Regions from separate parts of the Ovis aries genome. Here region 2 is linked to region 1. A link is a contact called in public Hi-C data. All regions are on one chromosome and are shown on one strand. Each heading gives the region's core, a stretch centred on a gene start, on an enhancer-like site or on the middle of the called end of the contact. The rest is flanking DNA. Distances are from core to core; before and after follow the strand shown. Region 1 holds the start of RENBP (renin binding protein). Region 2 holds the start of SSR4 (signal sequence receptor subunit 4).

The links. A called contact is a pair of places that touch in the nucleus more often than the background predicts.
Region 2: a Hi-C map of tail adipose tissue shows a contact between it and region 1, with 4 times the contacts expected there. The contact joins the promoter of SSR4 here to the promoter of RENBP in region 1. A contact is called at or near these places in 7 of 16 Hi-C or Micro-C datasets (blood, hypothalamus, liver and 3 more).

The regions. Positions count from the first base shown.
Region 1 is chrX:80,341,540-80,344,769 of ARS-UI_Ramb_v3.0, reverse strand. It overlaps RENBP (renin binding protein), which reads right to left and starts at 1,550. Exons shown (of 11, transcript XM_004022782.5): 1 at 1,473-1,550; 2 at 1,066-1,175; 3 at 824-899; 4 at 576-651; 5 at 205-377. The coding sequence starts at 1,499. It overlaps LOC132658819 (a long non-coding RNA gene), which reads left to right and starts at 1,629. Exons shown (of 2, transcript XR_009598871.1): 1 at 1,629-1,780; 2 at 2,070-3,230.
Region 2 is chrX:80,488,417-80,491,646 of ARS-UI_Ramb_v3.0, reverse strand. It overlaps SSR4 (signal sequence receptor subunit 4), which reads left to right and starts at 1,548. Exons shown (of 6, transcript XM_042242265.1): 1 at 1,548-1,804. The coding sequence starts at 1,738. It overlaps IDH3G (isocitrate dehydrogenase (NAD(+)) 3 non-catalytic subunit gamma), which reads right to left and starts at 1,421. Exons shown (of 11, transcript XM_027963525.2): 1 at 1,301-1,421. The coding sequence starts at 1,381.

The DNA.
Region 1 (3,230 bases), core at 301-2,800:
GGGGTTGTTGGGGGAGGGCCTCTAGGGGAGGGAGGACACATAGTGACAATAACAGCAGTAACAGTGGGTGTGACTGGCAGCCCCGGGCCCTGCGGGCCCAGAGAAAGGACTGATGTTAAGGACAGATCTGGCCTGCACCCAGGTACCAGGAGCCAGCGAAAGTGAGGGCACGGAGATGTACAGTGTGCCCATCCTCCCCCGCACCTGGTACCGCGCATCCCCAGTCACCCTCCACAGCTCATTCATGGCCATGGTGTAAAAACACTCGCTGAAGATGGTCCGCTGCACCTTGACTGGGCGGCCGTCCCTGGTCAGCACAAAGGCACATTTCTTTGCAGGAGGTGCCACTTGGGCATAACGCAGCAAAAACTCGCCACCTGGTGGTCAGGAAGGTGTCACGCTGGAAGGCGCGCTGGGGGTGCCCCAGCCGGCGCCTACCTCCCCATCGGTGGGCACCCGGCGTCCTTGGGGGGCTTCCAGAGCCGGCTGGCAAGCAGGCAACTGGGAGCACCGCGCGGCTACCGGGATCACCGGGAGTGGCTTCTGGGGAGACGGGGACTGGGAGGGGAGGGCACCTGCTTTAGCTGCATTCAAAAGCTCCGGGCGGCGGAAGCGCTCAAACTGGCGGTACAAGCGACAGTACATCCACACCTAGGTGGGGGGTGAGGGAGCGGAGGGGTCGTGGCTCAAGTGGGGGGCCGCCGTCCTCAGGGCCTTGGGAAGGAGGGCGGTGAGCCGCGATCCCTGCCCGGTGTGCGAACTCAGGCAGGACCCAGCGCGCCGGTTCCAGTCCCGGGCGCCCCATGGCACGCCTCGTCCATACCTGCCTCCCCTGCAGCCAGACGTACTTGAGGTCATCGTACACCCGCCCGTCGCGGCCAAGGCACGTGAAGAAGCCCCTGCGGGACACGCTGGCGTTAGCCGAGTTCGCGGTAGGGGGCTGGTGAGGGGGCCTAGGGGCTGGGGGTGGTGCCCCACAGATGGCAGTCAGCCCAGAGTGAGGTGCAGGGGCTCCAGAGGAGAGAAAAACCCAGTCCAAGGCCCCCAGAAAGGCGAGGCGCGCACCCCTGCTCCTGGTCGTGGGAATGATCCAGCCAGAAAGCCACCACGCGATCCAGCTCGCGCGCCACGCGCTCCTTCCAGGCCCGCAGCTTCTCTTGCTCCTTCTCCATGTCCTGTGGAGAGAGACTTGGAGACACGGCTCCCCCAGAGGGCGTCCCGTCTTCTCGGGTGCCCGTCCCGTAGGTGGACTCCCCGGGGCTGCAGGTCACCCCAGGCTCGAGTGGCCCCCTAGGGCTGCCTGACTCGGAGCCTCGGGAACCCCCCCCGCCCCGGGGCAGGTCTGCCCTCCTGACCAAGATGGGCCCCGGGACTGAACCCCTCGTCCCCGCCCCCCATCCTGGACGGCCTTTTCCAGGACAACACCGACCACCCCCAGCCCGCGCCCCTTCCCCGGGCCGCCGAGCACTGGCCTGCCACACTCGGAGACCCCGGCTCATCACTCCTTGTCTTCCAGGAAGCCACACGGAGCGGAGTGCTGTCGCGTGACTGTCACTCAGCTGACCCAGCCTAGCACCACCCACCTCTACCCCCCAGGTTCCGCCCGGCCCGGGGGCCGAGCCTGCAGCGGGGGCGGGGCTTGGCTGGCTCACTGCCACACCCACCCTCAGGTCACGCCCCCGGGCGGACCCCACCCCCCACTCCGGCAGGGAGGCTGAGGCCGCTGGAGCTCCGCTGCTGGGCGCCCTCCATTCAATGCCCTCCTGGTGGGAAGTGCTGGGTGAGTTGGCAGGACGTTCTGGGATTGGGGTAGAAGGGGGGAGGAAAGAGTGAACTCAGGGCTGTCTTCCCTCCTCCAGCCACGTCTCCCCGCCTGAGGGCCCCCCTCCCCGCCCCGGGGCAGGGAAGGGTAGGGCAGAGCATGAGCCCAGGTGTCCAGGAGAAGAAAAAGTGACAGTGAAGTCGCTTCTGACTCTTGGGGACCCCATGGACTCTAGCCTGCCAGGCTCCTACGTCTATGGGAATCTCCAGGCCAGAGCACTGGAGTGGGTTGCCATTCCCTTCTCCAGGGGATCTTCCCAACCCAGGGATCGAACCCAGGTCTCCAGCATCGCAGGCAAACTCTTTACCATCTGAACCACCAGGGAAGTCCAAGAGAAGAGATAGCTGGAAAATGGCTGAACGCTGAGGCCCCGCTGACCTGTGACACCACAGGGCGGCCAAGTCCTCTCTCTTTGGAATCCGCTCCACAGCCCCTGACCTCTTCACCCCAGAGATGCCACTCGACAGTCAGGCGGGAACTGTGCAAGTGAAGAGCAAGGTCCTCAGAGTCGGAGTTCTCCAGGTCTTCCAGCACCCAGTCTGCTTTTCTGGACTGTCAGATTACGTTGGGTGCTCCGAAGAAGGCGGGTCAAACTTCCTCTTCTTGCCCAGCCAATGGAAGAATTATGTGGAGGGACCGTTTCCGGGACCCTGAGCTCCCATTGGGGGCTTGGGGAAGCTTGGGCTTCGGGGGGGGGGCGCCCTGTTTGCCAAAGATGTAACTGGGCCTCTGCCTCATCCGTACAGCCCAGGGACAGGAGCCTGGCATGCTGTGTGCTTGTCCCGACGAGACTGTGGGCGCCCTGCAGGTAAGTGCGCCCTGCAGCCGCTGTGTGTCCCCCATATAACCTCATGCTTGGGGGGGTGGTTTCCCGGCTGGGGGCCCAGCTGGCTTGGTATCAGCCACCCAGCTGCAGATGCCTGTCATTATTCCTGGCGTGTCCCTTCCACCCAGCCTTCCCCTGCCTTCCTGTAACATGCCTAGCCAAAGATTAGCCTTGCTCCGGGGAAGGTTCTGAGGTTCCTGCCTCAGACACGGCCGTCGAGTCATGGGCCAACCCTGAGGTAAAAGCGGGCGGTGCTCCTCACCCCGTGACTTCTCTCTGGAGTCCCTCAGGTGGACTCTCCGCCCCACAGTTGGCCCACGTCCTCCCGCCCCTGGACATTGCCCCCGCTGCTGTAGCCTGAAGGACATGTGCCTGGGCCTCTGCCTGCCACCACCACCCCCCACGGGCCCCCCAAAGACATGAGGTGCCTGGGCTCTGAGTCAGGTCAGAGTTGGCATGGCAAGGGACTGACAGGACCCCATACTCACAAGACTCCATGATTCCAACAGAGGAGCATGTGCTGGGGTGAGGTGCCATGGTGTGCCCTGAGTGGAGAGGTGCAGGGGTTAGTAGCCGCCTGTT
Region 2 (3,230 bases), core at 299-2,798, 150 kb before region 1:
TCTCCAGCTTGTTCATCAAACAGGAAGTTGGACTGTTACCCTTGTCCTTTGATAGTACCACAGAAAGCAGTCCAGAATGGTATGTGGTTCAACCAAAGGGCTCCCGTGCTGCACCTTAGTGAAGTTTCTCTCTTCAGCATGTTTCTGTTGGATCAAGTATCAATGGTGTCTGCATGTTTTCCCACAAGGTCCCACTAACTGGGACCAAAGATCCGGGCTTCATCTCTAAAGGTTCCCATATCCAAGACAACAAATCTCGGGGCAAGGCACTGCCCACCTAGCAGCCTTTCAGTCTCCTCATTCCCGCCCCAATATGGACACAAGCACACACACAGGCGAAGTCAGCAAGGAGACAAATGTCTCCACCAGGATCCTGCAAGAGCCTAGAGGCCAGGGACCTTTGGAAAGCCTCTTGCCAGCAAGTGGGAGAAGTCAGCATTTTACACAGAATTTAATAAGGCAGAAGCTGCGACAGGCCAGCCTTCCCAAGGGCTCAGAGCGGGGAAGCATGCCAGGAGATGTGACCGCAAGGAGTGTCAGCAAAGTCACTGAGTTCTGGAAGGTCAGAGGTGGGTGGATCCTTTGACAGTGAGGGGAAACTGGAGCCCAGAGAGAGAGGTCAGACCTTTCATCCCTTCGGGACAGTCCAGACTTGATGACGATTCGGACTTCCCACCCACCTAGGGACTACACTATCCTCATGGAAGTGTGTCACGAGAGGAATCAGACCCGAATAAGCAAGATCCTAAACGGAGAACGACGGAAGCAAAGCCCTCGCGGCCTCCCGACCCGCCGCCAGCTTCAGGAATCCTAGCTCCTTCCCATTCCCAGCGCCTGCAGGCTGGGGAAAGCCCCTGGGGCACCGAAAAGTCCGACAGGCCACCTCCACTGGGAGAGGTGGCAAAGCGGTTCATAGGAGGGAAACCCGAGGAGGACGGGCGGCCGGGAATGGATTCCCAAGAGCACAAGAGCAAGGCGGGCCGGACACGCAACCGCCTCACGAGGGTTCCCACAAGGACACTGGGAAGTGACACTGCCACCCGCTCGCCGGGAGCTCCCCCGCCACCACATGCAGACTCCTGGAGCGCCAGACCAGGGTCAACTTCAGCTAACCCCTTCACTGACAGCGGAGGTGGCCAATCAACCCCAGGCCGCGAAACTCTCCCCTCCCTGCGAGGCCTGCAGCCAATCGGGCTCCAGAACGGTCCGAGCGTGGCGGCAGCCCGCCTAATCTCGCCGAGGTGCTAACACCTCTTAGTGAGCGCGGCGGCTGTCCCCTTGGGCCGCTCCTCCCTCTCACCTCCCAAGGACGCCAGAGGAGGGCCGGCCTGAGCGCTGCCTTCACAGCGCCGCCCGCGGCCGTCGCCACCTTCAGCGCCATGACAGAACGTGAAGGCAGCCGCAGGTTCCGACACGCAGCTGTCGTTCTCGCGAGAGCTCGGCGGAGCGCGACGTCTCGGGAGGGGGCGTGGTCCCGGCAGTACGCACGCACACGGCCGCGCCGGTTTCCCACGCCTTTTTCCGGCGCCAGAGGCGCCGCCGCCGCCATCTTTGGGGGGCGGCCGGCTGGGCGCCTGGTCCGGGGAGGAGACACGTCAGTATCGCCGGCGACATCACAGGCCCGCCCAGCCCGCCGGCGCCCGATTGGCTGCGGTGGCTGCTGACGCGTCGCGCTTCCTCGTCTACTCCTCGTGTTCAAGCTAACTGTTCTCTTTTTTCCTTGGCAGAGAACAAGCGATGGCGGCGCTGGCATCTCTCGGCGCCCTGGCGCTACTGCTGCTGTCCGGTCTCTCCTGCTGCTCAGGTAGCGGCCTGGCCGGAGTTCTTTTCTGGCGAGTCTCTCACCCACGACTGGTGGTGCGTCGGGGGAGGACGGATGCGGGCAGAGCGGGGGTCTGGGCCTTCTCCCTTCGAGAGGCAGGTGGTCTCTGGTCGCGGCGGCCGAGGCCACCACGCTCTCGTGCACCACACACGTTCACCTAGCAGCTGAGCTGCTGGAAGAAACAGCCTGATCTGTGCCCCGTCTGCTCCAGTGAGGAAGACTCCCAGAGCCTTTCTGTGCGCCTGGCCCCAGCTCCAGCAGGGAAAGTGACACTCGTCCCTGCCGCCACTCCTAGAGCCCCGGATCTGGGGGTAGGGGGGTGGGGTTGGACAGGAGCAAAGCTCTGCATTTTAGGGCGATCGGAGCGAGAAACTGAGCCGGTGGAGAGGAACCACCTGACCCGATGTGGGGTCAGGCCTCCCTAGGAATGGGGCTCCGAGTGAAGCAGAGACGGTCCAGGCAGAGGGGCCCAGAGTGCGGACGAGTTAGAAGGGACCTGAAGAGGGAAAGATGAGTGTCTAGATCAGACGCTTGGTTTGTGTCCCCTAAGGCCTTGTTGGATCCGTATAGAGTTTTTCAGCAGAGCCAGATGGCTTCACATTCTTGAGAGGTTGTTAACAGTGGCTGGGCTGAGTTCTGACTGACACTGGGGTCCAGAAGTGTGTTTAGCAGGAGGTCCTTCCAGGAGCCCACAATGGGCCTGGGGATCTGGACTGGGTTAGGATCACTTTGAGCACTTTCACTTTATCTGCCCTACTTCAAGCCAGCGCCCCTGAAGCTGGGAGTGTTTCACCAGCCTCAGTGGCCACCCCACCTGCACCCTGGTCACTGGCTCCTCAGGAACTACCCATCCTGTAGGCAGTGATGCCTGGAAAGGACAAACCTGACTGTGAAACTGTGCTTTCCCTTGTTTGGAGGAAGGTCAAACTTGGCAAAGTGTGGAAGCATCTGGGGAACGTGGCTCCTGAGAGCCACTTCCCACCGACGTTCCCAGGCATCTTCCTCCCACTGGTTCAGTCCTAAGCCTCAGCCCAAGTCATGGCCCTGCCCTGCATGCGTTAGAGCAGTTGGCGCCTGGTGGTTTAGGTGGCACCTTTCCTTCCCTGTGGCCTCTAGCAGTGTAGTGATGGTGAGGGTGTGTCCTTTCAGCGCAGCAGGAGGAGAAGTTGTGCTTCTGGACCCAGATCGCCCATTTCCTTTCCTCCAGAACCGCTGGGACCAGTCTTGGCTTTCTGTCAACTGGGGCAGAGACCCTTCATGTGGGAAGCCTGCATAAGTTTTTGTGCTTTTATGTCTGCAGAGCACACCTTCAGTCAACTAGCTAGGGCCTTGCGGCTCTGAATTGAGGTCAGCCTGGCCCTGAGCTTTTGGGGTGTTCCAGGGCAGGCTGTGTCTCTAAACCATTGCA